2 separate regions of the Sus scrofa genome follow, and region 1 is linked to region 2. Evidence: chromatin contacts called from public HiChIP or PLAC-seq data. All regions are on one chromosome and are shown on one strand. The core of a region is the stretch at or near the end of the contact, and the rest is flanking DNA. Distances in the headings are between cores, read along the strand shown. Region 1 overlaps CUX1 (protein CASP). Region 2 overlaps CUX1 (protein CASP).

Region 1 (6,050 bases), core at 2,292-4,791, 220 kb after region 2:
GCAATTAACCTTTCTATTTTTTCCCTACCTCTAAGTATTGTGAACTTCCTTTGTGGTATTTTAGTGATCAGACAGGATGGAGGGTGTTCTTAAAGATTCATGGCCAAATCCGATGATGTCAGGACGAAGGGAAGGGACCGTCTTCGTGGGGCCAGCAAGTCTGGCCCCGTCTGAATTGTTTGTCTAACACTTCACCAGTAGAGGAGGAACCACTGAATTATTCATTTGCACGTTGCCCTAAAAAAGGCACTTAGGCTGCCGAAATGCAGACTCTCGGTGCCAGTGAGAGGAAGAGGAAGGATGCTGGCTTTCCTCGGAATGCGCTGCCGCCTTTGGCAGCCTGGGTCTCTAGTTTCACTTCCCAGCCCTGCGGGTAAAGGAAACAAGCCCCAGCTGCCTGAAGTGCAGGGCAGTTGCAAGGTGGGGGCTGTGGACAGATGCTGGGAGGGCCCCTGAAGCCACAGGTGAGCCAAGCATTGCAGTGACTGCGGAAGGACCAGGTGCAGGGGCGGTGGGGGGGAGTTCTGGCAGCAGCTTGTAGGACCAGCAGGAGCTGTGTAGCCAGGGAGGCCCCAGGGTGTGGGTGTGATCAGAGGAGAACAGCCCCGAGCCTCTTCTTGGGCCCAGGAAGTTGTCTGGGCCTTGGGCCTGGCGGAGGGAGGGGAAGGGAGCTGCGAGTAATAACTGGAACGCAACTGGAGGGCTTTTTTTATCCTTCGTTTCTAGCTTCTCTGCCACCAAACCTTTTCTAAACAGTTCCTACCAAGTAGTACTCAGGGCAGGAAGCGGGTAATTAGAATTCCTCACGTTCGGGAATCAGAGCAGGATTCTTACTTACCCTAGTCGGATGCTCCCTGTGGCCCCGACTCCCCCTGGCCTCAGGGCCCCCCTCCTCGCCCGCCCGGGAATCCGAGCAGGGCGGCCTTCTCCCGCCGCCTGCGGTTCCCGCTGGTGCCTGCGGGAGCGGTGAGGACAGCAGGTGCAGGCCCGGAAGCGGACGCACCTGCCGGCTGTAGGCAGGGCGTTTCCAGGTTAAGTCAACAGGGAGAAGGAACCATCTGAGAGGCGGTTCTGAAAGAGTGAAAGCTGTACGTGGACAAGCAGCGCTCCAGCCGCCGGAAAGGCCTCCTGACACGTTTCACCCTAAGGACGTGAAGGGGAGCCTGACAAATGTTTATACACGGCAGCCCTCCCAAGACGTTTCTCAGCGATCGGAAAGTACGGATGCAGCAGCCTGGGTCCACAGCCCTGCTGGCCGTGTGTGTCCTCTGCCCAAGATCCCGAAACCTCCGCCAGTTCCCGGGGGACAGGCACCCAGTGAACAGAGGGAGGCGGCCTCTGTTCCCTCCAGGGCCCATGCAGAGACACTCCCGAGAGCCGCTTTGGTGGTGGGATGAAGGGTGGGGCTCAGGTGTCCTCTCCAGAAGCCACTTCTTCTGTATCTAAGAATATTTATGTATGATTTTTCAATCACGTTCTTTCCGGGCGCTTTTTTTCCCTCCTCTTTGCTGAGTGAGTAAACAGATTCTGAGAGGTTAACTGACATGACAAAAATTAGCAGAGAACTGAGTCTCCGACGGACAGAGCTAGACTGCCCGCTCCTAATCTGTGTTCTTGCCCAGGGGCCCCCTGCAGCCTCCTCCCATGCATGGGCCTCCTTGTCACCGCTTTTCTGTGCGAGCCGTGGCGTGGCGGTTGTCATGCGTGCTGCCTTGAGGGTTGACAAGCGGTGACGGAGGGTCACAAAACGATTGAGGTGGTCTGTGCTTTTTATCACCCTATACTTCTTAAAAATTTTTTAGCCCAGCCAGGCCGTGCCTGGCCCGCCTGGCCCGCCTGGCCCCGTCCCCAGCCCCATTTTATTCTGAGGCATCTAGAACCCTTTCTTTTCATCTCTAAATGGTTTAGCATGTAAAGCCTCACATTAAGGACTCTCTTTTTTTTTTTGCTTTGCTTTTCAGGGCTGCACCCATGGCAGTGGAGGTTCCCAGGCTAGGGGTCCAGTTGGAGCTACGGCCGCCGGCCTACACCACAGCCACAGCAACACAGGATCTGAGCCACGCCTGCGGCCTACACCACAGCTCACAGCCACGCCAGCTCCTTAACCCAGTGAGCGAGGCCAGGGATTGAACCCGCAACCTCATGGTTCCTAGTTGGATGCATTTCTACTGTGCCACGACAAGAACTCCAGGATGCTACATCTTTCATGCAGCCACCATTCGATTATCACATCAAAAAATCAATACTTAAATGTTGATTTACCCCTAAACATCCCAGATGAGGTGTTTTAAAATGGGGGTGCATCAGGCCAAATAAGACCCCCGCCTTGCGGTTGGTTGGCCTGCCTCTGAGTCTCATTCACTCTGCAGATCCCCCGCTGTCTCTTTTTCCTTTCCCTTCAGTCTGTTTGGAAGGAAAGCAGCTCATTTGTCCTGAAGAGTTTCCCCCCCCTTTTAGATCTTGCCGTCACCCTCTCCAGATGCAGTTGGGCCTGTTCCTCTGTCCTCTCGTTCCTGGCCGTTCGTAGCGGAACCTAGAGGCTTGATCCGATTCTGCCCGGAGATCTGGAGCCGCGCCCGCTCCATCGGTGGTTGTGATGACCTTCTAGGGGCCTCGGGGGTGAAAATTAACTCTGCCCAGAAGGGAAAGAGCCTGCTTTCCATTCACAGCCGTGAGAACGAAATGCGTGCGGTCGTTGTGGTCTACGGTTTTGTTACGTCATCCTCGTGGCAGTTTCTTTGAGGCTGTCACGCGCCACGCTCGGCCCAAGGTCAAAGGACCAGAAGGCAGGCGAAGAATCGGGCCCCCTTTGCCCTGCCAGCCCTACGCTGGTGGCTCTAGCCTACAGTTCCCCTAGTTTCACCTCCCGTCACTGCATCCTGCTTATGACCCCGTGGCACTTGATTTCGGGAGGGAAAGGGATTTTCACATCCAGCCTGCTCCCCCCATTGCTTTAGAAGCAACAGTTCTGGAGAACGTTAGAGAAATGGCGAGAAGCATCCACGGATGAATCAGGACCTTGATCCCAAAGGCTTCAGTGATCTCGGGAGCAGCTGCCTCGTAAATTAATTCTCCAGCCACAGCTGTCCCGCGTCCCTGCCCAGAGAGGACTGACGCCTGAGTGACGGTGGTGGCTGTTTCTGATCACACTGAGGGTCGCCCTCTGGGGAGTGACCCACCTGGCAGAGCTGCCCCACTGGCTTGGCGCAGGTGGGACATGCCCCGGGTGGGCTGTCGCGGGCCCCTTGATCTGTCAGCCAGACGCAGATTAAACTAAAGGAGGATTTTATTTCACTTATTTCATGTAAACAAGTCAGTTAAATAGTGAGGCAAGACGGGAAATTTTCTTCCCATTTGGGATTGATGAGCCTTAACTAAAATTGATTTTAATGGTTACTTGTATCATTTAAATTTAAACATAGTGGTCATAAAAGGGAACAAATTGTGGTTAATTTCTGAGCAGGCAGAGGTGACCTTCTGGCCACTTAACTGTCTCTCCATACAGTTTCCTTTCCAACAAGAGTGAAAACCACTATGTCCAGGGGGGCCGATGTAGCAGTCCAGCGCCGCAGCTGTCTCTCGATTTGATTGGACAGGGTGGGGCTGCTCTGGGGTGACACATCCGATCGGGGACTTGGAAGGGTGCCCGGCGGCCTCCCCCGAAAGCAGAGGTGGCTTAACCCGGGTGGGCAGTGAGGGGACCGACCCTGCGGCTGGGATTGTCAGGAAAACCCTTCCGCAGAAGACACCTTCTCCTTCCCTCCCTTCCTGCCCTCGGTGTTGGGTCCCTGACAGGCATCAGGCACAGGGGGAGAAGCGGGGATCCGGGCTGAGCGGCGTGCAGTCCAAGAGCTTGTGGTTGGCACATACTTTTTCTTCCAGGGGGGTTGTTGCCTTCTGTCCAAAGGCTATGAAAAGGGGTAAGAAAAGCGAATTATTTCCCTGCTGCCAAAACAACTTACAAACTTTTTCCTTCAAAGTCATATTTACAATTTGGCCAAACAGTCCAGCACTTTCCGCTCTTTAAAATACCAGCCAGTGAGCCGCTGCCCGCCTCGCGCAGCACCTGAGCGCGGCGTCGCAGGTCTGTGTGGCTGGTCAGCCGGGACTCAGTGAGCGCAGGCCGGGTTCTCCGCGATCGTGGCTGTGAACCCACAAGTGATCAACATCCGAGCAAGATACTCGGAGGCAGAAAAGGGGCAGTGAAAATAAATGAGTGGACGACGGGGCGCAGGGCTGGCCCGGGACTCTCAGAGAGCCGGGGCCTGGCTGGCGACAGTGGCCCCCATGGGGATCTCAGTAGAGGGGACAGCCAGGCGGACAGGTGCGGTGGTTTCAAGGAACAGCCTAAGACGAAAGAGTCCATAAGAGTGTGTGTCGATTGAGCTCCAGAAGGAAATCTGCCCAGAATGCGTGTCACTAGTGGACTGACAGGGCTCGACCCCAGCTCACCAGCTCTGGGAGACAGCTCTGCACTTAGGCCTCTTTGTCGGGTTGGAAAATCGAGAGAATCCAAGCCGGGAAAGGAGCCGAGGTGTTTATGGGAGAGAGTCCTCTGCTCCCTGCAGGGTTCCTGGCCCAAAAGATGCTTTGAGTTCAACCAGGAGGGAGGGAGCCGAGAAGCAGCTCACGGAACCCACCACCACCCACCACCTGCCACCTGAGGCAGGACTGGCCTTGACCCTGCCCCCGGCCTGGGAGGCTGCAGACCTGGGAAGGGAGGTGGTGGGAGGCGGCCGGGGGGAGCCAGGCCCGGTACAGACAGTGCGGGGCTCGCCTGCCAGGCAGCGCAGTGAGCCTGTACAGGTGGGATGTGGGCCCGGGTTTTTCTAGAGCAGTGCCACCGCATCTGTGATCCCGCCCTGTGTCTACGGAGAGAAGGAAACACTTTCACAGTCGTTTGTAGAACGTAACCTGACAAAGGCAAAAGAAACTAGAGGCCAGTCTCATTTATGAATATTTGTGGATAAAAATACTAAATAAAACATGAGCAAATAGAACCCAGGAGCGTGGTAAAAGCCTAAGACCCAGAACCAAACAGAGGCTGGTGGCTGTCCGCGTAGTTACCATTTCCGTGGGTCAAGGAGAAAAACCATTTAATTAGCTCCATAAACGCTTAAATGGTACTTCACGAAATCATCTTTTATTAAAAAGCCTGAATAAAATAGGAACAGTTGGCTGTTGCGCTGACGAAAGACAAACGTATGGACCCAAAGTCCAAGATGAGCAGCCCGTGTGACGGTGAACTGTTGGCCGTGACATCAGACACCAGGCAGGCCCCCGCTGTCACCCTGGCTGTGTGACAGGGCTCTGATGGTCACTGCCATCGTAGGAGAAAGAGATAGGAAGCCGTAGGGAGCAGGAAGAGACTGGCAGTCACATGGCACGGAGCAGTGAGATGCCCTGGAAACGTGGGGGGGGGGACGCTGTTACGGGGCTGAGCAGCGCCCCCACGCAGAGGTTCAGTTCTGTCTGGTCGTCCCTCCCTCTGCCCCCTGTCCCCCACCCAGCAGACCTGGCCTCATCCTCCAGAACACAGACCAGATGTCATTGCCTTCCTCCCGACACACACACCCCAAGAGGCTCTCCTCCTCCTGTTTGCAAAGCCCGCTGTCCCTCCTCCTGGGCTGTCACTGTGCCCAACTTCCCTGGGTCTCTTCACCTCTCTGCGCCCACCCCCAAGCAGGTGGTCGCGGGTCTCATGTCTGTGAGGCCCCGGGAGGTGAGTGTGGGTCCCGTGTGCTCCCAGTAAGGGGGCTGCACCTGGGCCGTTGACTTCCCCATCCGGCGTGGCACATCGCAAATCCAACTAGTATCCATGAGGATGTGGGTTCGAGCCCGGGCCTCACTCAGTGGGTTAAGGATCGGCGTTGCCGTGAGCTGTGGTGTAGGTTGCAGTCATGGCTCGGATCCTGCGTTGGTGTGGCTGTGATGTAGGCCGGCGGCTGTAGCTCCGAATTGACCCCTCGTCTGAAAACCTCTACGTGCCACGGGCGCGGCCCTAAAAAGACAAAAAAAAAAAAAAAAAATGAAAAGATCACTGAGGGGAA
Region 2 (6,138 bases), core at 1,109-3,608:
CACTCCTCCCCTCCCGTTTCCCTGCCTCCCTATCCAGGACACTGGCTACTGTCCTCAGTATTGTGTTTATGATGTCATCGCCTTAAAATAATGTGCCTTTATCACAGACGTCCCTGTGCTTAAATGCTCCACTATTTACTCTTGCTTGGGTTTGAGCCTTATCAAGAAGCAGCGTCATCCTTCTGCAGGTAGCAGCCTGGAACTTGCTTTTTGGCCTTATCCTGGAATGGACGTTTGTCTGTGATGTAGTAAATGTGGTCTTCCTTTTCTCCAATGTTTTTAACCCAATTTTGCGAATAGACCTGAATTTATTTACGCTTTCTCCTCTTGGTTGGTCTCTACTCCTTTTTTCGGTCTTTGTTTTGGTCTCAGTTTCCTCAAACGTCTGGTGCCATTTCATCATCTGCCTCTGCAAAGAGCAAGGCACTAAGATGCTTATGGAGGAAGCTCGTGTGGGTGGGGGTGAGGGTGGGGGGGTGGGGTGGGGGGGGTGGTCTTGCGGGCAGCCGACTGGTGGCCCTCAGTGTGAGTGATCAGCCCAGGTGTTCTGCTGGGGGGAGCCCCCCACGTGTCAGAGCCTGTGCCCACTTTCTCCTGAGAAGGCCCTGGTTCCCTGCCCTGAGGGGTGGTTGAGGCTGGAAGTCTGAAGGCCTGTCTTGAGGCCAAGCTGTGAGCTTTCTCTGGTCTGTTAAGGCTACTGTGCCTAGTTCAGCGGCTAGAAGGCTTCTAAGCGTTGGTGGGCTTCTGTTTTGCTCCCCCTTCCTGGAAGCCTAGACCTTACTGTGCCCGAGGGAGCAGAGGTAACTTGGGTGTCAAGCTGCCAGTTTGAGGCTGGAAGTCACACATTTCCAAGATCCCAAATGTAACGTACACGGGAAGGCTTTACGTCTCTGGCGACACTGGTTTTCTAGGAGACACGTCTGTTTTGTCTTTCACAGCAGTCTTTTGGGGGCTCCTTCCAGCCAGGCTGGGACCTGGGAGGAACATGTTGGGAATTGTCTTCAGAGAGGCTTTTCCTGAAACGCCTCAGACACTGGCCTCATAGTGCAGGGGCCTTGGTTGTGACAGAAAGAAGGGAGGTGTGTGGGCTTTGGAGCCTGAGGCCTGGTACTAGGTGGTAAAAGATGGGACCTTCTTAACTGGGTTATTAAAAAACACAAAGAAGGGAGTTCCCATCGTGGCTCAGTGGTTAACGAATCCAATAGGAACCATGAGGTTGCGGGTTCGATCCCTGGCCTCGCTCAGTGGGTTCAGGATCCGGCATTGCCGTGAGCTGTGGTGTGGATCGCAGATGTGACTTGGATCTGGCGTTGCTGTGGCTCTGGCTGTGGTGTAGGCCGGCGGCTACAGCTCCGATTCAACCCCTAGCCTGGGAGCCTCCATATGCTGCGGGTGCGGCGCTAGAAAAGGCAAAAAAAAAAAAAAAAAAAAAAAAAGCCCACAAAGAGGGAGAATCTGTGAAGTGCTGCTCTGTAAATGGGAGCTCCTAACCATGGTGTCCTTGGGGGACTAAGGTATGGCAGCCCCAGCTCGTGTCCACGTGGCACCTCGTTCTCAGCCGAGGCTTGTCACACTCAGGGACTAGAACGGCCTCAGCCTGGCTCTGCTGATCTCCTGCCCTGGTCCCCCCAACCCCATTATTCTCGACTCTCGCCTGTAATCGTCCCCAACACATGGACGCCCCGCTTCCTGCCTCAGATCTCCTCTCCCCCTTTCGCAGGGTGGGACCCTGTCCCTTGGAGCCCCCGGCTCAGCCCCTGCCTCCCTAAGAAGCCCTTTCTGCCCTCCGGGCCCCAGCAGCCCGGTCTCCTCGGCAACCCCTTATTCCTCTGCGGTGATCCTGAACCCCCTTCGTCTGGCCCGGTGGCCTTGCCTGCCAGGGGCCGCCTAGGGGGCTGTGGATTCTTTCTCGGCAGCGTCTCAGGTCTCCTCGGATGACGGAGAGGAGGCTTGGCGAGAGGTAGTGTTTTACCTCAGTGTGCAGGTGGCACAGTGGGCGTGTCCCAATTTAAGTCACGGCGCTCAGTCTGGTACTTCGTGTGCTCCCCCTGCGTAAAGAGACCCCCGAGGTCAGCTGCAAGCGTGCCAGTCGCCACCAGTCTTAAGTCCTTGGGATACGCACCCATCAGAAGGTTAGTGCTCCGTGGCAGCTTGTTCCTCTCATCGGAGCTGCGTCTTCATCCGCGCTCTCTGAGCTCCGTCGTCGCTGGTCCGAGCCAGTGTTCTCCACTCCCCCAGCGAGGGCCCTAAACACGGGCCGGTCGGGGAGTCGCCTGGGTCTGCAAAGGGAGGGGACGTCACAGAGCGATGACGCGGGCGGACAGACCTCACCGCCTCTGGCTGGAAACCCTTCCAGGGCTGGGCCTCTCCCACCGGACAGACGCAGCCACACAACCTGTTTCCTGCAGGCCCAGGGAACGCTTCCTCCTTGCGGTCGCTGGCTTCCAAAGCGGCCCCACTTCAACTGCCTCTCCGGCGTGGGGACGTTGGGGCGGCGGGGGGGCCCTGCCGCGGGGCCACTGCCGGGGCGCTTGAGGAAGCGCCTAGGGACCTCTCTTCTCCCGGTTCCCTCTTCATCCTTAAACCGAAACTGCTTTCTTGCAGCCAGAAGAATCCTGTGACCCCTCCGCATCCTCCTTGACCTCCTGGTGTCCCCTCGCTCTGGGGCTGCCGCCTCCTTGGCTCCCCCACGTGCAGCCCACGGGCCCCTGGGTGTTCGGACCTGCCCGCCCCCCCCAGCAGCCTCCTCCTCCATCCTCTCCCTTCTGCCTCTGCAGGCCTGCTCGGCTCAAGTTCCTGTTTCTGTTTGAATGAAGCCCTTCCGACCCCCTCCAGCGGGTGGAATCTGTCCTTCTCTGACCCCTGGGGCACTCCGGGGCTGCCCTATATTTCTGCCCTGGCCGCACCCAGGACGACTGTCCTCTGGGTCTTTGTTTTGTGCAGGGGGGTCAGCTTCTCTGCGCAGGGGCTGTGCTTGCCTCGGGCCTCGGCACCTCCCACGGTGCCACGCATAGAATAGGCACCGCATTCAATAAATGTCATAGTTTTGAAATACCTCTTGAAATAAAAAGAAATGCTTTTTTTTTTTTCCAGGAGTCAAAATGCATGGCTTTCATCCACTTTCAACACATAAAAGATGTTTTCAACACAGAAAGGCCTTTCACCGCTCTTACTTAATAGTCGGCTTTTGGAATGATGTGGACTAGAATGAAAGATGAACGCCTCTGAAATCAGCTGTTTTGAATTAAATAAAGCAGCGTGAGGTTGGAATCAGGTGAAGCAGGAGGCTGGGACTTAACCAGTGGCGGATGGATGTGCTGGGCGCAGAGGGCCTGGTCTCCCCACGCCGGAGGTGGGAGGGGCTGACCCAGCTCCTCCGGCCCCACTCGGCCCGGCCGACTAGGCTGTCCCCCCATTACCAGGAACGACATAGCCCTCCTGTGGCTTCGCAGAATTGCAGGGAGGCTTCAGAATTGCTCCTTTTGTTTTTGGATTTTTGGGGGGCGGGGGAACGGGGCAGGGTTTTTCCCCCTTAGCTGTTCCTGGTGATTTTTGGAGATCGGTCATCAGTAAGGATGCCGAGGCCAGGGGCGGGGTGTCTGGCTGCGGGAGCCGGCGTGGAGGCCCTCGCGGCTCTGTGGAGTCCGCCTGCGTGTTGGGCGAATTGTGCATCCGCGTCTGTGCCCTCAGTTTTCCTGCCTGCTCCACCTCGAGCACGGTGGCTAGGGTGCGCTGTGTCTAGCAGCCAGCTGTGCAGTGTCTGTACGACTAGCCGTCCACGTGCAAACTGACGGAAGACACTAAACCCGAAGCCTCACCAGACCTGCCGAACTGACCTCCTTCTCAGTGAGGCCAGGGGAGCCCCCCTCTGCCCCGAGGCAGGCTATTTCATGAGCTTCACCAACAGATGAGGGGTTCTTGTCTCCATTCTGGCTGGGGACGAGCTGCGGCCTTGCCTTTGACCAGCTGACAGAACTAACCTGAAGGTTCTGGCCTCCAGGTGGGCCGGCTTGTGATAAATCGAACGGACAGCCTGCAGCTGGCCTCGTCCCCTCCCAGTCCCACGTTTCCTCCTGTCAGGCTCATCCCCTGGCCCTGGGTGCTGGCAGGTAGTTCTTGCGGGAGCCGAATGGCCCCCTTAGGGCCAGCCATTCCCCAGGCGCTGTCTGGGGGATCACTTGGGGCCGTTCGGGTGGTGCTGTCCCGTGGGGACCCACATTTGCATCAGTGACCCCAGGTCTGACACTTGACTGAGTGTGGGAGCGAGCATCGCAGGCAGCTCCGCGCGCTGCGGGGCTCATGCCGCAACAAGGGGTGTCTCAAGCCGGACAGTGTACTTCAGCTGTTTTCAAGGAGTAGGGTGCACGACCAGGGCACAGATTTACAAAAAATGCAGTGTCTAGATCCCTCAAGGTTATGACAAAGCGAAGGCCGCTTCTGGCAAGCAAGTGGACCACAGTCTCACCCACGGCGTTTTGGTTTCTGTTTTGGGGGCGCTGGCGGGGATCCCACTGTAGGGACTTCGGCCTGCCCTGGTTGGTTGTACTTCCGTCAGGTCTCAGAGGGCCCCTTCTGGCCCCTTTCAAGCCAGCAGCCCCTCTTGGCCCCTCCCCCCCGACCGCCTCTTCTGCAGTGACTTGTGGTCACGTGAGCCACTATTTATAAAAGCTGCCCCGATCTCCCCCCCCCCCCCCCCCCGTGCGAACTGTGGCGCCTTAATGAAAGTACACTTTGGCCCTTAGAACGGGAACGGCTTTTAATCACAAGGACGCCCTCCTGTTTATTCATGGATCGTGAAAACCGGTACTCTTGTACCTTTCTTCCCTTGAAGAAATCCAGTACCGTCAGGCTTTCTAGATTCAAAGTAGGTCAGATGGCTAATGATTGAAAATGGATTGGCATCCAGAGTGTCTTTGGAGTCGTAAAGCTACACTCCAGGCTCTGTTTTTGTTTATCCTCTTATCATTCAAGTGACTGGATGGCAGCTGAGTTTGCAGTGGCTGCGGACCAGGGGTTAAGGGCAGGGCTGCAGTGAAACTAAGTCAGGCTTCCCTCCCTCCACCTGAGCCGCGAGGGAGGTGGGTGATGATTAACTCGGCGCTGTCGAAAATGCAATTTCTGGGGGCCGAAAACATTAACTTGTAAAAAATGATCTTAAATTACCAATTGACCATATCCGGGGCCGAACCTGCATGATTCAGCTCCTTTTAAAAATATCTTTTCTCAACAAATTGCTTCCTTAACATTTTAATTTGTTGATCATAAAGGAAGCTTGCCAAATATTAGCCGTTCTTTTCCATTTCCTACAGCTTCAAGCTTTCCTTATTTGGCATATTTCAGTGGAACTGTAAGGTCACTCCCTATTTTTCTTCCCAAATAACTATATTTATTGCTGTCAAGTATTGGCGGGTTTGATCCAGCTGTCATCAGAATGTTTGGAAATAGTGTTTTTTGCCAGAATGCTGATTTAATGATCTAATACTGACATGGCTTGTTTTCTCTGCCGACTTGATAACTTGTTCAATGAGCTGCTCTCTTTTTTTCTTTGCCCATTTTCCTGCTCTGAGTTTTATGGGGCAGTGTCTGAAAGACAGTGCTAGAAGAGTTTTGTGTGTTTTGTTTTTTGTTTTTACCCCCGCCCCCATCTCCTCTTTCTCTTTTTGGAGAAAGACCCGGATGGTAGCAGAACGCTCCTTGAAGAAGCTGGCATTGCCGCTGCTTGATATTTTGGAGAGTCCTTAAGAAAATTTTTCCTGGTGAAGGCTTCCAGACATACCCTGAAATAGCGAGGCAGCTATGCTGAACCCCCCCCACGTCCCATCGCTGGCTCCGCCGGGTAACAGCTCACAGCCCGTCTCATTTCATCTCTACCCTCGCGTGGTTGTTGACTTTTGACAAAGGCCATCGCATCACTTTATCCATAAATATTTCAGTATGTATCCCTAAAAGACAATGCAACTGTCTTTTTCTGAACACCGTAATGCCATGACCACACCTAAAAAGATAAATGAACAATAAGAAAGGAGGCGTGTCTCCCGAGTGGCGCACAAGTGAGACAGCCGTGGGTGTCAGAGGGGAGGTGGCCCGGCCCAGGGCTCAGCATCGCCTGCCTCAGGGAGCGGGGCTGGTTATTGCTTT

Evidence for each region. HiChIP or PLAC-seq counts read pairs in DNA pulled down with a chosen protein or histone mark.
Region 1: a contact with region 2 is called in an H3K27ac HiChIP or PLAC-seq map of skeletal muscle. The contact joins two enhancer-like sites. A contact is called at or near these places in 1 of 47 Hi-C or Micro-C datasets (liver) and 2 of 2 datasets of contacts at active chromatin or transcription factors (alveolar macrophages and skeletal muscle).

Annotation. Positions count from the first base shown.
Region 1 is chr3:9,559,405-9,565,454 of Sscrofa11.1, forward strand. The region is part of intron 8 of CUX1 (protein CASP); the gene reads left to right. LOC110259890 (a long non-coding RNA gene) reads right to left here. Exons shown (of 2, transcript XR_002342308.1): 2 at 1-6,001. Among named protein-coding and RNA genes, the nearest start is that of SH2B2, 110 kb to the right of the region's middle. Within about 2 kb of position 3,542, at least 2 of the 83 cell types and tissues checked have an H3K27ac peak or open chromatin away from gene starts, as enhancers often do. A contact at or near this core is called in skeletal muscle, where this site is marked.
Region 2 is chr3:9,343,378-9,349,515 of Sscrofa11.1, forward strand. All of the region lies in intron 1 of CUX1 (protein CASP), which reads left to right. Among named protein-coding and RNA genes, the nearest start is that of CUX1, 29 kb to the left of the region's middle. Within about 2 kb of position 2,359, at least 40 of the 83 cell types and tissues checked have an H3K27ac peak or open chromatin away from gene starts, as enhancers often do. A contact at or near this core is called in skeletal muscle, where this site is marked.